Linked DNA regions of Mus musculus: all the other regions are linked to region 1. Evidence: chromatin contacts called from public Hi-C, Micro-C and promoter capture Hi-C data. All regions are on one chromosome and are shown on one strand. The core of a region is the stretch at or near the end of the contact, and the rest is flanking DNA. Distances in the headings are between cores, read along the strand shown.

Region 1 (3,733 bases), core at 522-3,021:
TAAGTTAAGATTGGAGCACACACTGACGCCCAGCCAAATGAAAGAACATTTAGAAACATTTTAAATTAACTTTAATTTGCAAGACTTTGGTGTCAGAACTACCTTGTGTAATACAGCCTGTTCTCGCCGTAAATGTCTTTGCTGCGTGACCACGAAAAGAGGGTGCAGGGCCCTCTGGACCTGCGCAGCTGCTCGGTTCAGAGACGCGCCTCTCTGGTCTGAGACTTCTCCACAATCCTTTCCACTCCGTCTGCATCGCTGTGGTAGCTGTGACCAGTGGAAAGACTGGGTCTACCGGGCAGGACCTTTCTGGGCATCCTAGACTATCGGGCATCCTGGAACAGAAGCGCTGGGGTTGGCAGACTGCTTTTTAGGTACTTAAAGATTCTCTGGGGGAAGATCTGGGGGGCCGGGAAGCGGGAGTCCCTTTTAGTTGCCTGGTTTAGCAAATAGTACCTTAGGGTGATGCTTTTCAAGCTCCGCGACACTTCCTGGAGCGGAATCATTTATCCAACATCGGAAGCAACAAGTTTCGCTTTTCTGGTCTCAGTGACCCCGCGGAGGGGCTGCGCACTGGGACACGGTGACGCTGCGCCCACTGTGATTCTAGCGTGTCCCAGCAGCCCAGAGGGAGGAGGGCACCCACGCCGGGTGGGGGAAGGAGCGGTGCGACACCGTGCAGGCCAGATGGGCTTACCAGCTCTGCAAATGAATTTTCCTGCACCAGGACCTTGTTCCTTGTTCCCCGACCTTGCTCCAGGGACCAGAAAGGTCAGGTGCGGGACAGGACTGGGCGCACCCAGACAGAACGTGGCCAGATCAAGAAAAGAGGTGAGAGTCTATGGAGTTTTGCAAGGAAGCCACCAATTTGGAGAAACATTTCCCCTTCGTTTTTGCAGTGTGTGTGTATGAGTGTGTGCTTTGTGTATGTGCGCGCACTCATTTCTTTCAAACATATATACACTTTTTTTTTTTTTTTTTTTTTTAATCCTGGGGTTGGAGAAAGCGGAGCCAGGGAGAGGCGGGGACCTTAGAGTAACGCTGTGCCGCGAGGTCTCCCGCGGGTGTAGACGTGGGCGGTTGCGGCTTTGGGCCAAATCTGAGCACCGGCAACTAGTGGGGCTTAGGGACCCGGCAACCGCGAGTAGGCCAGGGGTGCGGGGAGGAGCCCTGATGTAAGAATGTTAATGAGAGGCTCCCCCAGCCCAGCCCCCACCCCGCCCCACCCCCACCCACCCCACCCGTTGCAGAGACAAGCCCGGCCTCGGCGCGCCATGTGTGGTAACGCGCTGCGCCGCTGCCACGCTATTTAAACCCCGGCTATGGATCCAGAAAGCCGCGCGAATCAATGGGATCAAACGCGAAGGAGGTGCACCGTCAATTACAAGCACTTGGACAAGTTTAACTTTTTTTTTTCTTTTACAAATAAGGCCTTCAAACGCAACCTTAGCAACGCCCAAATAAGAAGCCACCTCTAAGCCAAATAGCCTATGTGCAAAGGGAGGGAGAATATATATATTGATAATAAGTCTATATGTATATTACAGACGCACAGGTTTACATTCTGTGAACTTTTTTCTTTCTTTCTTTGCTTTAAAATTTTTTTTTTTATTTTTTAAACCTAGGGACATTGTAGAGGAATCTTCCTATCTTTTGGCGAGTTACTGAAGGGGGTATTCTGTTTTCTTGGAGCGCCCAAGGGGGCGCAGGGACAGAGGAAAGAAAAGAGCTGGGAGGAAAAGGGCAGGGTGGGTGGGGGGCAGAGGGCGAGCCGGCGGCCAGGGCGAGCGCTTGCTGGCAACACGATGCGGTCCTTGCTGCTGTTCACTTTCTCGGCGTGCGTGCTGCTGGCCCGGGTGCTGCTGGCTGGCGGCGCGAGCAGCGGCGCCGGGGACACCCGGCCAGGCAGCAGGCGCCGGGCGAGAGAGGCGCTGGCGGCTCAAAAGATCGAGGTGCTTGTTCTATTGCCCCGGGACGATTCGTACTTGTTCTCGCTGGCCCGGGTGAGGCCGGCCATCGAGTACGCGCTGCGTAGCGTGGAGGGCAATGGCACCGGGAGGAAGCTGCTGCCGCCAGGCACTCGCTTCCAGGTGGCCTACGAAGACTCGGACTGCGGCAACCGCGCGCTCTTCAGTCTTGTGGACCGCGTGGCGGCGGCGCGCGGCGCCAAGCCGGATCTCATCCTGGGGCCCGTGTGCGAGTACGCGGCGGCGCCGGTGGCTCGGCTGGCGTCTCACTGGGACCTGCCGATGCTGTCCGCAGGAGCGCTGGCCGCCGGTTTCCAGCACAAGGACACGGAATACTCGCACCTCACGCGCGTGGCGCCTGCCTACGCCAAGATGGGAGAGATGATGCTCGCTCTGTTTCGCCACCACCACTGGAGCCGTGCAGCCCTGGTCTACAGCGACGACAAACTCGAGAGGAACTGTTATTTCACCCTCGAGGGGGTCCACGAGGTTTTTCAGGAGGAGGGGTTGCACACGTCTGCCTACAATTTCGACGAGACCAAAGACTTGGACCTGGACGACATAGTGCGCTACATCCAAGGCAGCGAGCGAGGTGAGCGGGAGCGGGACCAGGGGGGTCCTTGGCTCTGACTCAGCGGTTCTCAGTGGCTCTCCCCCAAACCCCACCAAGTCAATCTTCTGCAGACCCCACCCTTCCCCGTAACCCAAGGACCCGTGGAGGTCGCGCGGGGGCTTGTCCAAGTGTGAGCTGCCTGATCCAGGGACGGGTGGAGGATAGCCCATCGCGGTGGAAGGGGTGTGCCTACACAGTCTCGGGGAGGTGGATCTGGCCAGTCGAGGGAACGTCTGAGCCGCTTGCTAGCGCCATCCCAGGTATGACAGGTGTGGCTAAACACCAAGGGTTTTCCCCCTCTTCGACAGCTCCGGAGTCCCGTGAGTTCCAGGAATTCCCTACTCTGTCCATTGCAGTCGCGCGCCCCCTGGCAGGGCCACAGCGTCTGGGGACGCCCCAGCAGTCTCGCAGCTTCTTGACTAGCTGGGGGTTGGGACGCATCTCCTGGCTCCCCTGGCTGCTCTTTCCACTGACCCTAGGTCTCTTTTTAAAGCCTTCCTTTTAGATTCCTTCCATGCCCTTTCTAGTGTCTTACAAGCTTCGATACAAGCACCAGAAGTGCGTCGCCGTGTCTGAATTCAGGCGACTCTCACTTCCCCCGGGAGCTTTGGGCTTCGAAGCCTCTGAAAGCGCGCGCAGAGCTGGGCTTGGGCGGAGCGCGCCGGAGGATCGTGCGCCGAGCTTCCTTCCCACGGGTCCCCTGCCCGGCCCTTTCTCCGCAAGTCGCTGAGGGTTTGGAACAGTAGCCAAACTAGACAGAGAATTTGGTACTGGGGAATGGGATCATGGCTACGGGGAGCGTGGGAATTCTCCGCAGCTGCCCAGGTTTCTGTCGTGTAGATAGAGGAAGGAGCCGAATCCCAGCATAGGGCATGAGTCCGGACGTCCCGGTTGGGGCTCACACATTGGAGAAATCTCGCCTTTGTTTCCCCTTGGTGCGCAGGCGCCCAGAATGTCCGCGGTATTACCCTCCCCCTATGACCCCACACCGCAAAGCTTCCGATGTTCGTTCGGAGGTGCTATCCTGGTGAGACCTAGGAGGGGCCGAGCTAAGCCAGGCACCTAGTTTGCCCAGTGTTGGTCGCACGAATGCTGGGGACCTGGGCCTGGCTGTGGCGGGACAGCGGAACACTAAGCTTGCAGGCTCAGAACA
Region 2 (3,733 bases), core at 387-2,886, 210 kb after region 1:
CAATTAGATCTACACAGTCTTATATTATGAGAAAATGACAAATAAATACATAAATTTATAAGAGTTTGTAAGAACATGTTTTCAGGGCAGTGTGACTGATTTAAATGCTAATGTGGAGCAGGGACTATTCTGGTTAGGTTTTAGAATCAACAAAGAGAGTTTATAAGGAGCTCGTCAAAAGATAAAGAAGTAAACTTTCTAAGTCAACAGCTTAGCTTCTCCTCACAAAGATGGCCTTCGGGAGATTGAGCATCATGGGACATGCTGAAAGGCTGACCCACCACCACAATGGCAGGTCATCCGGATGAGACTGAAGCCCTGCATGGGAGGCTAGATCACTGTGAGTGATTTTCAGATGTCCCACAGGAATCTCGGACTCTACTGAAGAAACGAGCAGTATAATGAATGAGGACTATAGCTCCTACCCCTGCCCTAGCTGCCTAGACAGATTCTATTTCACAAGTGGTCTTTTAATAGATATTTGACTGTATATGAGATGCATACAATTAAAATATCATAAATCAATAAAGAATATAATTTCTGAGGTCAGTGTTGATGTGATTTTATGATTCTAACCATATGGCAATATCTAGCTTTCAAAGCATCACTCATTATGTTGTTATGAGGCTGCAGTAGCTCTGCTTAATGAATTGCTGGGGCTCGGAAGGCCCAGCCTGAAGGGAGAGAAGTGAATAGGAGCCTGTGATTTGGACCAGACAGACAATGTGCAGGAAGATTGAGAAGGACAACATCTAAATCAATTGATCAAACTGTAACAAACTCAGGAAACGAAAAAGCTGTGGACTTTGCGTCTGGGACACTGGAGTGACTTCTAGGAGTAGATGCTGCTTGTGTTATAGTTATTTTGAAAGAGGAAACACCCCTGGCTACCAACAACCTAATAAATTCTGGTATTTCTTAAAATTAGATTTCATTTTCAGTGCAAGTGCTAATTTTTTTGAGTTGCTTGCAGAAAACTCAAGTCTCCGAGGACCAAGCAGAAGGCTGATTTGAGTTCTTCGGTACCTTAGCATTTTAAGAGCTCTGGGATGATTCCAGAGGGAACACATCCTTCTTTAGCCAAAAAAGCAATTGATAATTTCAGTGTTTTCCCAGACATGATCTCACTGCTGCCTCTTGACAATGACTAACAATGATGCAAGGACATCCATTTTCATTTTATTTCCCAGGTGGGAGAACTGAAGATTAGAAATATTTAGTGATGAGCCCAAATCAAACAGCGTCTCACTGGGGGATACTAGTGCTTTGATCTCGAGTTTCAAACTCCTTTGTGATATCTTCAGTACGTGCTTCCTTTGTGTGTGTGTGTCTATGATGGGTGTCTCAGTTCCTTTAAGTTGTGTGCTCTTTGTCAGGCTCTCTGTGTCTCTGACAGCAAACTACATTTCAACAGAGCCAAAGCTTTGAATGTATCAGTGAGCAAAAAAAAAAAAAAAAAAAAAAATCTCCAGCTTAGACTCAAAAGGGAATGGCCCTATTAAAAAACAACAGACCTCTGGAAATAAACAAGGCAAAAAAATTATCTCAGCCCAGTGACTCAGCAAACTGTGCTGTGATAGCTTGTGGTGATTGCTTTTTATTTTTGTTTTTGTTTCCTTAAGTATCTATGGTGAGAGAAGCATGCAGACGAGCAACAGGCCCTCCTTTGAGTGACTACTTTCTCTTGAGAGTGTCTGCTCTCCTGCGGTGTGCTGAGTAGCTGATGTGTGAACTTGTTCTGACAAAACATGTTGGATTCTATTTCTAAAGGCAAAGGTAAAGGCCCAATAAAAAGCAAGATTTATCCCAAATGGTTCCCTTAAAGTGAGTCAATTTTCCTTTTATTTTATGCATGTCTCTGTGTGTGTGTGTGTGTGTTTGTGTGTGCACTCATGCATGGGTGTGCATGTGTGCATGTGTGTGTATGGGGGCATATGCGTATTTGCATACAGAGGACAACCTCCGATGTGTCATTCCTTAGGATTGTCTATTTTTCCTTTCCTTTGTTCTTTCTTCCTTTACATTTCTTTTTTTCTTAAGACATGGTCTCTCAGTGATCTGGAGTTTGCCAAGTAGGTTAGACAGGCTGTAGCAAAGAATCTTACAGTTAACTGAGCTACAAAGACCTAATCTTGCTTTTTTTCTTCTTTTCTTCTCTCTCTGTCTCTCTGACTCTATATTTTCTCTCTCTCTCTCTTTCTTTCTCCCTCTCTCCCTTACACACACACACACACACACACACACACACACACACACAGAGTTGAACAACAAATGCATGTGGCTGTTACAATGTACCAAGTGCTGCAAATGCATTAGGCTGCCCATATGTAGTCAGCAGAGCCCGAAGCACTTAAACAGCAGCAGGGAAAGTTGCCCTGCCGCTGGTTGGCAGCTCTTTATAACCTGTGTGGTTGTGTATGCACTGTAGGATAATAAAGAAGCATCGTGGACTAAATGATTTTTCCTCTTTTAAGCTGTTCTCTCAGAAGTGTTGGTTAGAACTAGACAAATGTGACTAACGCATGCAGGGACTGTTGCATCTACAATCATTTTGGATGGCTACCAATGGTATCTATGAGCATTGTGTCTTATGTTTGGCTCTTAGCAGTGGGGACATGGACCAATATAATCAATAAAATTTTTTTAAAAATTCCTAATTCATGCTAGTGAGGTATTCCGATTTTAAAGTTAAAGGAGATAGTATGAAAACAAAGCAAAATAACCTTTTATCAAAAGCACAGAGGACTGAGTGAAATCTCTTGAGGGTGTTTAAACAAGTATAGGTTAAGGGGTGATGAGAGGGCTCAGCAGTTAAGAACACTGGCTGCTCTTCCAGAGGACCCAGATTCAACTCCTCGTATCTGTATGGCAGCTCGCAGGCTCCTGCTATTCCAGTTCCAGAGGATCAAAGATCCTCCAGCTTCCACGGGCACCAAGCCTGCAAGGGGTGCACAGACACACACGCAGTCAAAACATTCAAATGCTTACAATAGTAATTAAAAGATAAAACTGTGTATGTGTGTACATAAACTCGTGAGCATGTGAAGGTTCGAGGTGAAACTTGAACTTTAACCACTGAGCCATCTCCCCAGCTCCCTAGACTGGGACACTTTGCCTAGTGTCTTTTACCCTGTGGGAATTGGCATTTTTCAATGTCAGAGGCTTGGGGTTGAATCTGAGACCCTGGATTCAAGGTGGAACCTCCAAAGGCTTTTGTAGGAAACATTTCTTAACATTATTATTTATATAGTTTTGTAAAACTTGGATATTTTGGAGGACGAGAGACTACATTCCCTTCCAACTTGAAGATCGCATGAACTTGTTTTTATTTCCTTAGCTAAAGCTCAGATAAAATTATATTCTGTTGTTAATTTAATAATTTTGACCTGTGCTAATATACTTAGTGTTCGGCAGTCAGTTTTTAAGGGTTGGAAGGGTGACATAAATATCTCAAATTCTGGTTGTCTAGAATTAATTTGTTGAGGCAGGCATGGTGTTTGTGGTCTGTAATCCTTAGTATTTGGGGGGCTGAGACATGACCATTATTACAAGTTTGGAACCAGCCTGGGCTATATAGCAAGTCTCTGTCTCAAACGAAACAAGACAAAACAGAGCAAATAATTCTTTTTCTTGTTTCTGACAGCACTTCAGTGTGCTCATTCAATAACTTAAGTGTGAGACCGGTAACATAGGTAGCTGGTACATCCTATAATGCTGCTGCCTACACGTGCCA
Region 3 (3,733 bases), core at 875-3,374, 130 kb after region 1:
GTAGACAGCTAGCTGACTCAGTACCATCCCAAGAAGAAACTGTTCTTCCCCAAGCTGAGTAGATTTTGGCATGACAGCTGAAAATCAGTCTATTTGTTTGTGTTTTGATGCTAAATTTTCTTCTGTTCATCTATATGTTTAAGTTTGTGTCAATCATATTACACTCTTTCTGTTTACTATATCCTTACAATAAGTTTTAAAGTTGGCAAGTTTGAATACTTCAACTTTGTTCACCTTATTTCCTATTGCTTTGGTTTTTAGTGCCATCTTATAATTCTGAGTGATTTTACTCCTATTTTTGCAAAAACAGCTGTGTTGAAGAAAGAGGAGTGGTTCTGTAGGTTGTTTTGGGAATATTGCCTTTTTGACAGCTCAAACTCTTCCAATCCATAAACACCAACACCAGATTATTTTTCCCCTAGTATTTCTTTAGTTTCAGTATACCTATCTCACAATCAATTTATTCCTAAGTGTTTTACTCTTCTATTTTACTTTTTATATTTAAGGATTCCTCTTCATTTTTATTTTTATTTTTTAATGTGTAATAGGTGACTTTGTCTGCATGAGTATCTATGCATCACATGTGCAGTGCCTGCGGAGGCCTGAAGAGGGTATTAGATGCCCTAGGACTAGAGGTATATATGATTGTGAACCAGTATGCAAATGTTGGGAATCAAACCTGGATCCTCTGGAAGAGCAGTAGGTGCACTGAACTGGTGTGCAATTGTTTTGGTGTCTAGTATTTTACTATTTCTGATGCTACTAGAAGTAGGGTAGGTTTGTAGTTACTGTATGTGTACTATAGGGCACCCATGCATTTATTGTTTATGTACACACAGATATGACACAAATACACACACACACACACACACACCAAATATTGCACATAAAATATGCTTGTAGCTGTTGATGAGAGTTGTCAGTAAAAAGTTTTCTGACTACCATGACATTTACAGTGTTAAGAATTTATATAGATGAATGGTTAGAAACATCTCTACTCTGCATTTCCTTCCTTTAATATTTTAAGAGAATATTTTTTCTGAAGTTACTTGTGGCCATCTTTGTTCACCCAGGCTTTGGGAAGTGGTAAATACAAAGAGAAAAATCTTAGAATCTGGATTCAGGCTCTAGTGGTGAACTTCCTGCTTTAGGTAAGTGTCTCTTACCTATGGAGGTCACTGTGTTATTGTAAGCTTGAGATTTGCTAAATGGGAAAACCAAAATCTGCTTCACAGAGTTCTGAGAATTAAATGATGCATCTCCCATGAGCGTTCTTTATACTAAGATATGAAGGTACACAGTCTGGGTGATCCATGAAAGCATTCACCACATTCCCTTCATTCCTCAAGAAGGAACACAGGATTTTGAAAGATTTATCTATTGTGTTTATTCTACGAACTCATACTCTCAGTACAATTCAATATTAGGAACGATAGTAAATGTGCAAAATACTTGTGTTGTACATGGACATATATTGTTTTTTACGTGATAAATGAGGAGTCAGTGTTCCTACTTTTTGGCAGTGGCATACAGAAGAGCTAACTGATTTAAATAGAGACCATGGTAGCCAATCATGGCTCCTTTCTTAGGACAATCATAGACAAAGACCATTACAATATATTTTTTCCAATGAAAGTAAATGATGTGGATACATTTTCCTATAAACACACAGTTAATGGGAACACCAGAAGCTGCTCATAATCTTGATATTTGTGAGTGGTTCTTAGTTAGGTGAACAGCAGGGGAAGAGGGTATAGGTAGCTTTGGGGATAGCATTTGAAATGTAAATGAAGAAAATATCTAATAAAAAACAGAAAAAAAATTTCTACCTGAACATTTTAGTGATGGATGTTTTTCTTGGTTACTTAACATCCCTTCAGCATCCTTCAGGCTTAGGATGCTAAATTCAAAATAAGGCTCTCGTTTTATGTCTGTTTTATAGATACATAACTTTTTAAATAGTTCTGATACAATGTGAGACTTTGATTTCTCCAAAAAAAAAGTAGAAAAGAAAATACGTTTGAAAATATCATGTGTGATTGAGGTAAGCTGATCCAATAAGACGTCTCAGACACGGTTCAGAGGGTGCAAATGCATTCCAGATGACACGTGAGTCTCACTAAGTAGAAATGTCCGAGGAGCTTTAACAGATGGTTAGTAAAGCAGATCTTTTGGAGGAGCCCAAGCCCCAGGTATTAGTGAGCCTGTTTGATCAGAGGAATTGGAAATGGCTTAAAGAATGCTGTGCCTGGAAGAAATAGCATGATCCAAGAAGAACATTTGAAAGAAATTAAGTTTTTTTTTCCCCTAAGCTTATTTGTCTTGTGTAGAAGTCCCATTGACAATCTACTCCTGGCCAAAGCATCCCATTAGAATGTAGATGGAGAAGATTTCTTTATTGATGGGGATTTGTAAACAAATAGGATGAATGTAATGAACTTAAAGGGTGTTAGCAAAAATTACATGTGTATCCTTGTCTATGGATTTGAGAAGGGAAGTAGAAAGGATAAAAGAGTTCGGTTCTTCCCTTGGGTGTTAGGTATTGTTTTGAGTATAGAAGTAGTGTTGGCATCTCCATGCCTTAGTCTCCTTTGTGAAATCCTTCTCCCAGACTGTAAGACAGCTCCTTGTGAGCAAGACATCTCTCCACCTTTAAAATGAAAACAATGAGTTGTATTTCTCTTTCTGAATAAGAACACATGAACGTTATGTTAGGTTTTTTGATTTATTAGCAAGGGCTGACAATGATTCATATCTGCTAGGGACTGAGTCTGGGAAGAGAAATGAGAATTAAAAAAATGTTTAGAGAAACCAAAGATCTGAAAGAATATTGATTGGATTTATATCGTAGGAGTAATCATCGGGGTCTATAAAATTGATTTCTAGGGATTGGCAGTGAGTCGGTTTAGAGCTTATTTTTCACCAGAGAACATTTTGGAGGTATATTAATCAGAGTCAAAAGGGTGTGCTCCGTTAACAAGCCCAATATCTCAGTGACTGAGGCACATCATTTTGTTTCTTGAGCCTGCTTTGTACTTAAGAGCCAAGTCTGAAGAAGGCTTCAGCATTTTTCCAGCTGAGGAACATTCGGGTATGCAACCTTGGCTGCCATAAAGGAAGAAGAGAGAGTTTAGGGTCTTGTCTTGACAAAGACTTCTGTGCAGGTCAATCTATTCAAATCTTTTGAATATGGAGTCAAATTACCTACTCTATCTTCCAGGGGATGGGGAATATATCCTGTGTTGTAAGAAAGGGGCAAAAAGATCCCAACACAAACTCTACTGCAAGAAAGCAGATAATAATAAAAGATGAGAAGAGGAAAACATTTATCATAAGGCGAAGGACCTTGGAATATTTTCCAGTCCACCTTAGGATAAGATACAATCTAGTTGCCCTGTTTGATAGTGCACATGACCTTTGGCTTCTGTGTGCTTATATGACTTCACTTTTTCTTGCTCTTGACAAGTTTCTTCACCTTTTGGATATTTTCTGTTCTTAGTGTGAACCAAGCTTGTACTTCCTCAGACGATCTTGCATTTACTGTTCATTGTGCCTGGGATGCTCGCCTTCTCCTCAAACATGTGCCTGCAACTCACACAGTATTTCATGTGCCTTCTACTCACACAGTATTTGGCCATAATCTTAGAGACAACTTACTCAACTCATCAGTCCAAATAAGCCACAGTTCCTAGCTATTTCCTACCTATGTAGCTGTTGCATTTAAGTTTTCCCT
Region 4 (3,733 bases), core at 817-3,316, 130 kb before region 1:
TTTTAAAAGCAGCGCCATGGCAACCAGCATTCACTCTGGGCCTAGATAGCATTGGTAATTGCGGGTGCTGTTCAAGATGGCTTCTCGTCCGCTGAGAAGCAATGCAGATGAGAGAGAGGCTCTGAAGCCTACCACACAGAGAACTCAGCCACAGCAGGCTCCATCTTCTTCACCAAGGGTTGGGGCTTTCAGTTTTAACTCATGAGAGAAATAAACCCATCAGCCTTGGAATTTCCCCCAGAGTTACCAAGTAAATTGTAAAGAATGGTTTTGTTTCCCCTTAGAGCAGTGTGCTGTTTCAATGTCCCCTGAGCACTAATGTTCCAACAACAGGCTCAGAAGTCAGCAGAAGGAGAACTCCCTCTGTCCCTCCCTCCCTCCCCTCTACCACCCTCCCCCCTCCTCCTTCCCTCCCTCCTCCCTCTGTCCCTCCCTCCTCCTTTTCCTTTCTCTCTTTTCGTTATTTAAGACAAGGTCTCAAACTGTAGCCCAAGCTGGCCTGAAATTTACCATGTAATCCAGGCAAGCCTCAACCTTACAGAAAACCTCCAGCCTCAGCCTCTTTTGTGCTGAAATCACAAGTGTGACCACCATGCCCAGCTTGTGACATTTTTGTATATTGCAGGCGCTACTGCTACCCCTGCACACCAATTATTAACAACAACAACAACAACAACAACAACGGAAACATAAATCTTCAACGGAAACATGGCAGGAGACCAGGCGAAGGTGCGTCATGAATTCAGCTCCATCAGCAGGACTCATTGGACCGCTGTGCTTGGCTGCCAGGGCTGCCCTGATTTTAACTTTGATGATTATATATACACCCTGTCCTAGGCACACTCGCTGTCTCACTATCCGCTCCCCTGCTGTTTTATTTATTTTTGCTGTTATTTTTATTTTGGAGTCAGGGTCTCACTGTACAGCCCAGGCTGTTCTTGAACTCAGAATCCTCCTGCTTCAGTCCTTTAAGCACTGGATTTACAAGCATGTCCCACCATGCCCAACCGCCCCTCCCCCCTCTTTCCCGCTTCCCTTCTCCCTCTTGCTTTGACCCTGCTGGCTCCGCCCCCTGCTGGCTCCGCCCCTGCTGGCTCCGCCCCCAACCTCTCTCTTGTTTTGTTGCTTTACATTTCTAACTGGGCTCCTTGCCATAAAGACTCCCAGCTTCCCTGAGAAGCAGGCTGGTGGCACATGTCTTTAATCCTAGCGCTTGAGTGGCAGAGGCAGGCGGATTTCCGAGTTTGAGGCCAGCCTGGCCTACAGAGTGAGTTTCAGGACAGTCAGGGCTACACAGAGAAACCCTGTCTCGACAAACAAACAAACAACAAAAACAACAGAAAGAGAGAGAGAGAGAGAGAGAGAGAGAGAGAGAGAGAGAGAGAGAGAGAGAGAGAGAATCAAACCCAGATAACCACACCATTGGCTTCTGAACAGCTGCTCTACCAGCTATTTTTGCTGTTGCAGAGTTGGGCTACTGTCAGGTATCATGGCTCACATCTGAAGTCCCAGTATGTGGGAAGCTGAGGCAGGAGGATAGCTACAAGTCTGGGGTGAGCCTAGGCTACACAGTGAGTTTTAAGCTAGCCTGAGCTACAGACTCAGATGCTGTCTTACCTCCCTGCCAAAAGCCAGGCGGTATTAAGTGGAGAAGAAGCTGATTAAGCCAATAGAAACGTGGAATTTTATTAAGACAATTAATGGTAGCATACATGAAATGCAAGAAGCAGGCATGTGCTCTTAAGAAGTGAGCTGGATCTCGGACGGCCCACTTTATGAACTCATTTTAACTGAGGGGAGGATCATTCGTGAATTAACGTAGGAAAAAGTGGGGAAAATTCCAAGAATGGGTTCGCTCCTCCTCTATGCTCTAACCTGAATGATCTTACCTGAAGGGGGAGAGGGAGGAGGAAACCCATCAGGAGTGGTACTGTACCTGGACTGGAGGTTCTTGGTTGTATCACAAAGTAAGCTAAACAAGTTACCCGAGTAAGCCAGGGGGCAGTGTTCCTCCGTGGCTTCTGCTTCCATTCCTGCACCGACCTCCCCAGGTTTTCTGAACAAGCTTGCATATTGCTCAACTCCTGGTGCAGGGAAGCCTTTATAGTGAAACAAAGGACAGTTAACACTGTCACAGCCTTGCTGGTCCCAGCAGGTTTGGAGCTCTCCTGTGTCTTCACTGTTTGAGTTTGAGTGGTCACATGGTGTCTTACTGTCGTGCAGTCCCGTGTTGCATCAGCCTCTAGCCACTGGGGTACCTTTCCTCGGATTTCCTTAATTTACGAGAGCTGTAGCACCATCCTAGAGAGGCTGGTTGTCCTCTGGGCTTTAGCTGACCTGAGAGGACAAGATTCAAAACATCACCGAGCTTCTTAGTCCTTTTATCTTACTTGGTTGGATCCAGAAGGCCAATTGCACCAGTCAACAAAGCTTCAGAGGGTCCCAGATTAGACCCCAAAGTAGCAGTGGGAGACGGAGCTCACTGTTGTCACCCAGGCGTTGCTGGATCGGATCTTGGCTTATGCTTCAGGAAAGAATCCCGACTGAGTCTGTGAGATCCTTAGCTTTAACTGTCCAATTGCCACAGTCTATAATCATTTGGTAAAGGCATCTCAGCAAGGCACTGCCCACACTGAGTTGGCCTGTGGCCATGTCTGTGGGGATTGTGAGTAGCACTATGTCCTAGGTGAGGGTGGAGGAGTAGAGGTGGTGGGTGTGGAGGGGGTGGGGGTGGCCCTGAACTGTGGAGGAGCAGAGAAATCTCCTTGAGCACTAGGAAGCTGAACATGTGTGCATTCGTTTCTCTCTGCCTGCCTGCCTGAGATGTGGCCAGCCAGTTGTCTCAAGCTCCTGCAGCGGTGTCTTCACCGTAAGGGTGGGCTGTGACCTGAACGGTGAGCTAAAGAACATACTTGCCCCCCCCCCCCCCAGTCTCAATTTGTCAGGGTATTTTAATCTCAGCAGCAGAAACAAAGCTACAAGTCAGGATGAAGCAAACTTGTGGCTACTAAGTAAAGAAGGGAGCTGTTTTATTTTATTTTTTTTTGTTTCTGTTTTTTTGTTTTTTTGGGGGGGGTTGTTTGTTTGTTTGTTTGAGACAGGGTTTCTCTGTGTAGCTCTGGCTGTCCTAAAACTCACAGAGATCTGCTTGTCTCTGCCTCCAGAGTGCTAGGGTTAAAGCTGTGCACTACCACAGAGAGCTAAGAAGGATGTTTTTTGTTGTTTGTTTGTTTTGTTTTTTGGTTTTTGGTTTTTGGTTTTGGTTTTGGTTTTGGTTTTGGTTTTGGTTTTGGTTTTGGTTTTTTTTGTTTTTTTTTTTTTTGAGACAGGGTTTCTCTGTGTAGCCCCGGCTGTTCTGGAACTCACTCTGTAGAACAGGCTGGCCTTAGAACTCACAGAAATCTAGCGCTTCTGCCCCCTAAGTTCTGGGAGTCATTAAGTAAAGGGAAATGTTGAGTTTACTAAGAGAAGAGCTGAAGTGCGCACTCAAGGCAAGGAGTAAGCACAAGTTCCTCAAGAAAGTCATAGAAAAACTTTCAGAATTAGTGAGACGTCTGGCACAGGGACCTTCTGCTGGCCTGAAGACCAGACTTCCATTAGGGATCCCGTAAAGATAGCAATCAAATGGTCACTCCCTAGAGTTGTTCTCTGCTCTCTCCATCAGAGGGAGGGAGGGAGGGAGGGAGGGAGGGAGGGAGGGAGGGAGGGAGGGAGGGAGAGAGAGAGAGAGAGA

Evidence for each region. Promoter capture Hi-C pulls out the DNA fragments that hold promoters and counts their contacts. A called contact is a pair of places that touch in the nucleus more often than the background predicts.
Region 2: a Hi-C map of uterus shows a contact between it and region 1, with 3 times the contacts expected there. The contact joins the enhancer-like site here to the promoter of Npr3 in region 1. A contact is called at or near these places in 8 of 39 promoter capture datasets (the 3T3-L1 cell line, cranial neural crest, embryonic stem cells and 3 more), 7 of 484 Hi-C or Micro-C datasets (the C2C12 cell line, embryonic stem cells, muscle stem cells and 3 more), 14 of 115 datasets of contacts at active chromatin or transcription factors (the NIH/3T3 cell line, craniofacial prominence, embryonic forebrain and 7 more) and 4 of 9 other capture datasets (adipose tissue, embryonic stem cells, liver and 1 more).
Region 3: a promoter capture Hi-C map of second pharyngeal arch cranial neural crest shows a contact between it and region 1, with 2.3 times the contacts expected there. The contact joins the enhancer-like site here to the promoter of Npr3 in region 1. A contact is called at or near these places in 13 of 39 promoter capture datasets (the 3T3-L1 cell line, 3T3-L1-derived adipocytes, cranial neural crest and 8 more), 1 of 15 datasets of contacts at CTCF or cohesin (the NIH/3T3 cell line), 6 of 484 Hi-C or Micro-C datasets (astrocytes, dorsal root ganglion neurons, embryonic fibroblasts and 2 more), 10 of 115 datasets of contacts at active chromatin or transcription factors (the NIH/3T3 cell line, craniofacial prominence, embryonic limb bud and 6 more) and 3 of 9 other capture datasets (adipose tissue, embryonic stem cells and pancreatic islet).
Region 4: a contact with region 1 is called in a Micro-C map of embryonic stem cells, with 3 times the contacts expected there. The contact joins the enhancer-like site here to the promoter of Npr3 in region 1. A contact is called at or near these places in 7 of 484 Hi-C or Micro-C datasets (bone marrow-derived macrophages and embryonic stem cells), 3 of 115 datasets of contacts at active chromatin or transcription factors (all in embryonic stem cells) and 2 of 9 other capture datasets (adipose tissue and liver).

The regions. Positions count from the first base shown.
Region 1 is chr15:11,903,712-11,907,444 of GRCm38.p6, reverse strand. Npr3 (natriuretic peptide receptor 3) reads left to right here and starts at 1,771. Exons shown (of 8, transcript NM_008728.2): 1 at 1,771-2,559. The coding sequence starts at 1,806. Gm5144 (predicted gene 5144) reads right to left here and starts at 920. Exons shown (of 2, transcript NR_131059.1): 1 at 457-920; 2 at 55-335.
Region 2 is chr15:11,694,849-11,698,581 of GRCm38.p6, reverse strand. Gm41271 (a long non-coding RNA gene) reads left to right here. Exons shown (of 3, transcript XR_875039.1): 3 at 1,623-1,772. Among named protein-coding and RNA genes, the nearest start is that of Gm41271, 7.0 kb to the left of the region's middle. Within about 2 kb of position 1,636, at least 13 of the 459 cell types and tissues checked have an H3K27ac peak or open chromatin away from gene starts, as enhancers often do. A contact at or near this core is called in uterus, where this site is marked.
Region 3 is chr15:11,773,307-11,777,039 of GRCm38.p6, reverse strand. No RefSeq gene overlaps it. Among named protein-coding and RNA genes, the nearest start is that of Gm34501, 46 kb to the right of the region's middle. Within about 2 kb of position 2,124, at least 4 of the 459 cell types and tissues checked have an H3K27ac peak or open chromatin away from gene starts, as enhancers often do. A contact at or near this core is called in craniofacial prominence, embryonic limb bud and second pharyngeal arch cranial neural crest, where this site is marked.
Region 4 is chr15:12,035,789-12,039,521 of GRCm38.p6, reverse strand. No RefSeq gene overlaps it. Among named protein-coding and RNA genes, the nearest start is that of Sub1, 42 kb to the right of the region's middle. Within about 2 kb of position 2,066, at least 67 of the 459 cell types and tissues checked have an H3K27ac peak or open chromatin away from gene starts, as enhancers often do. A contact at or near this core is called in embryonic stem cells, where this site is marked.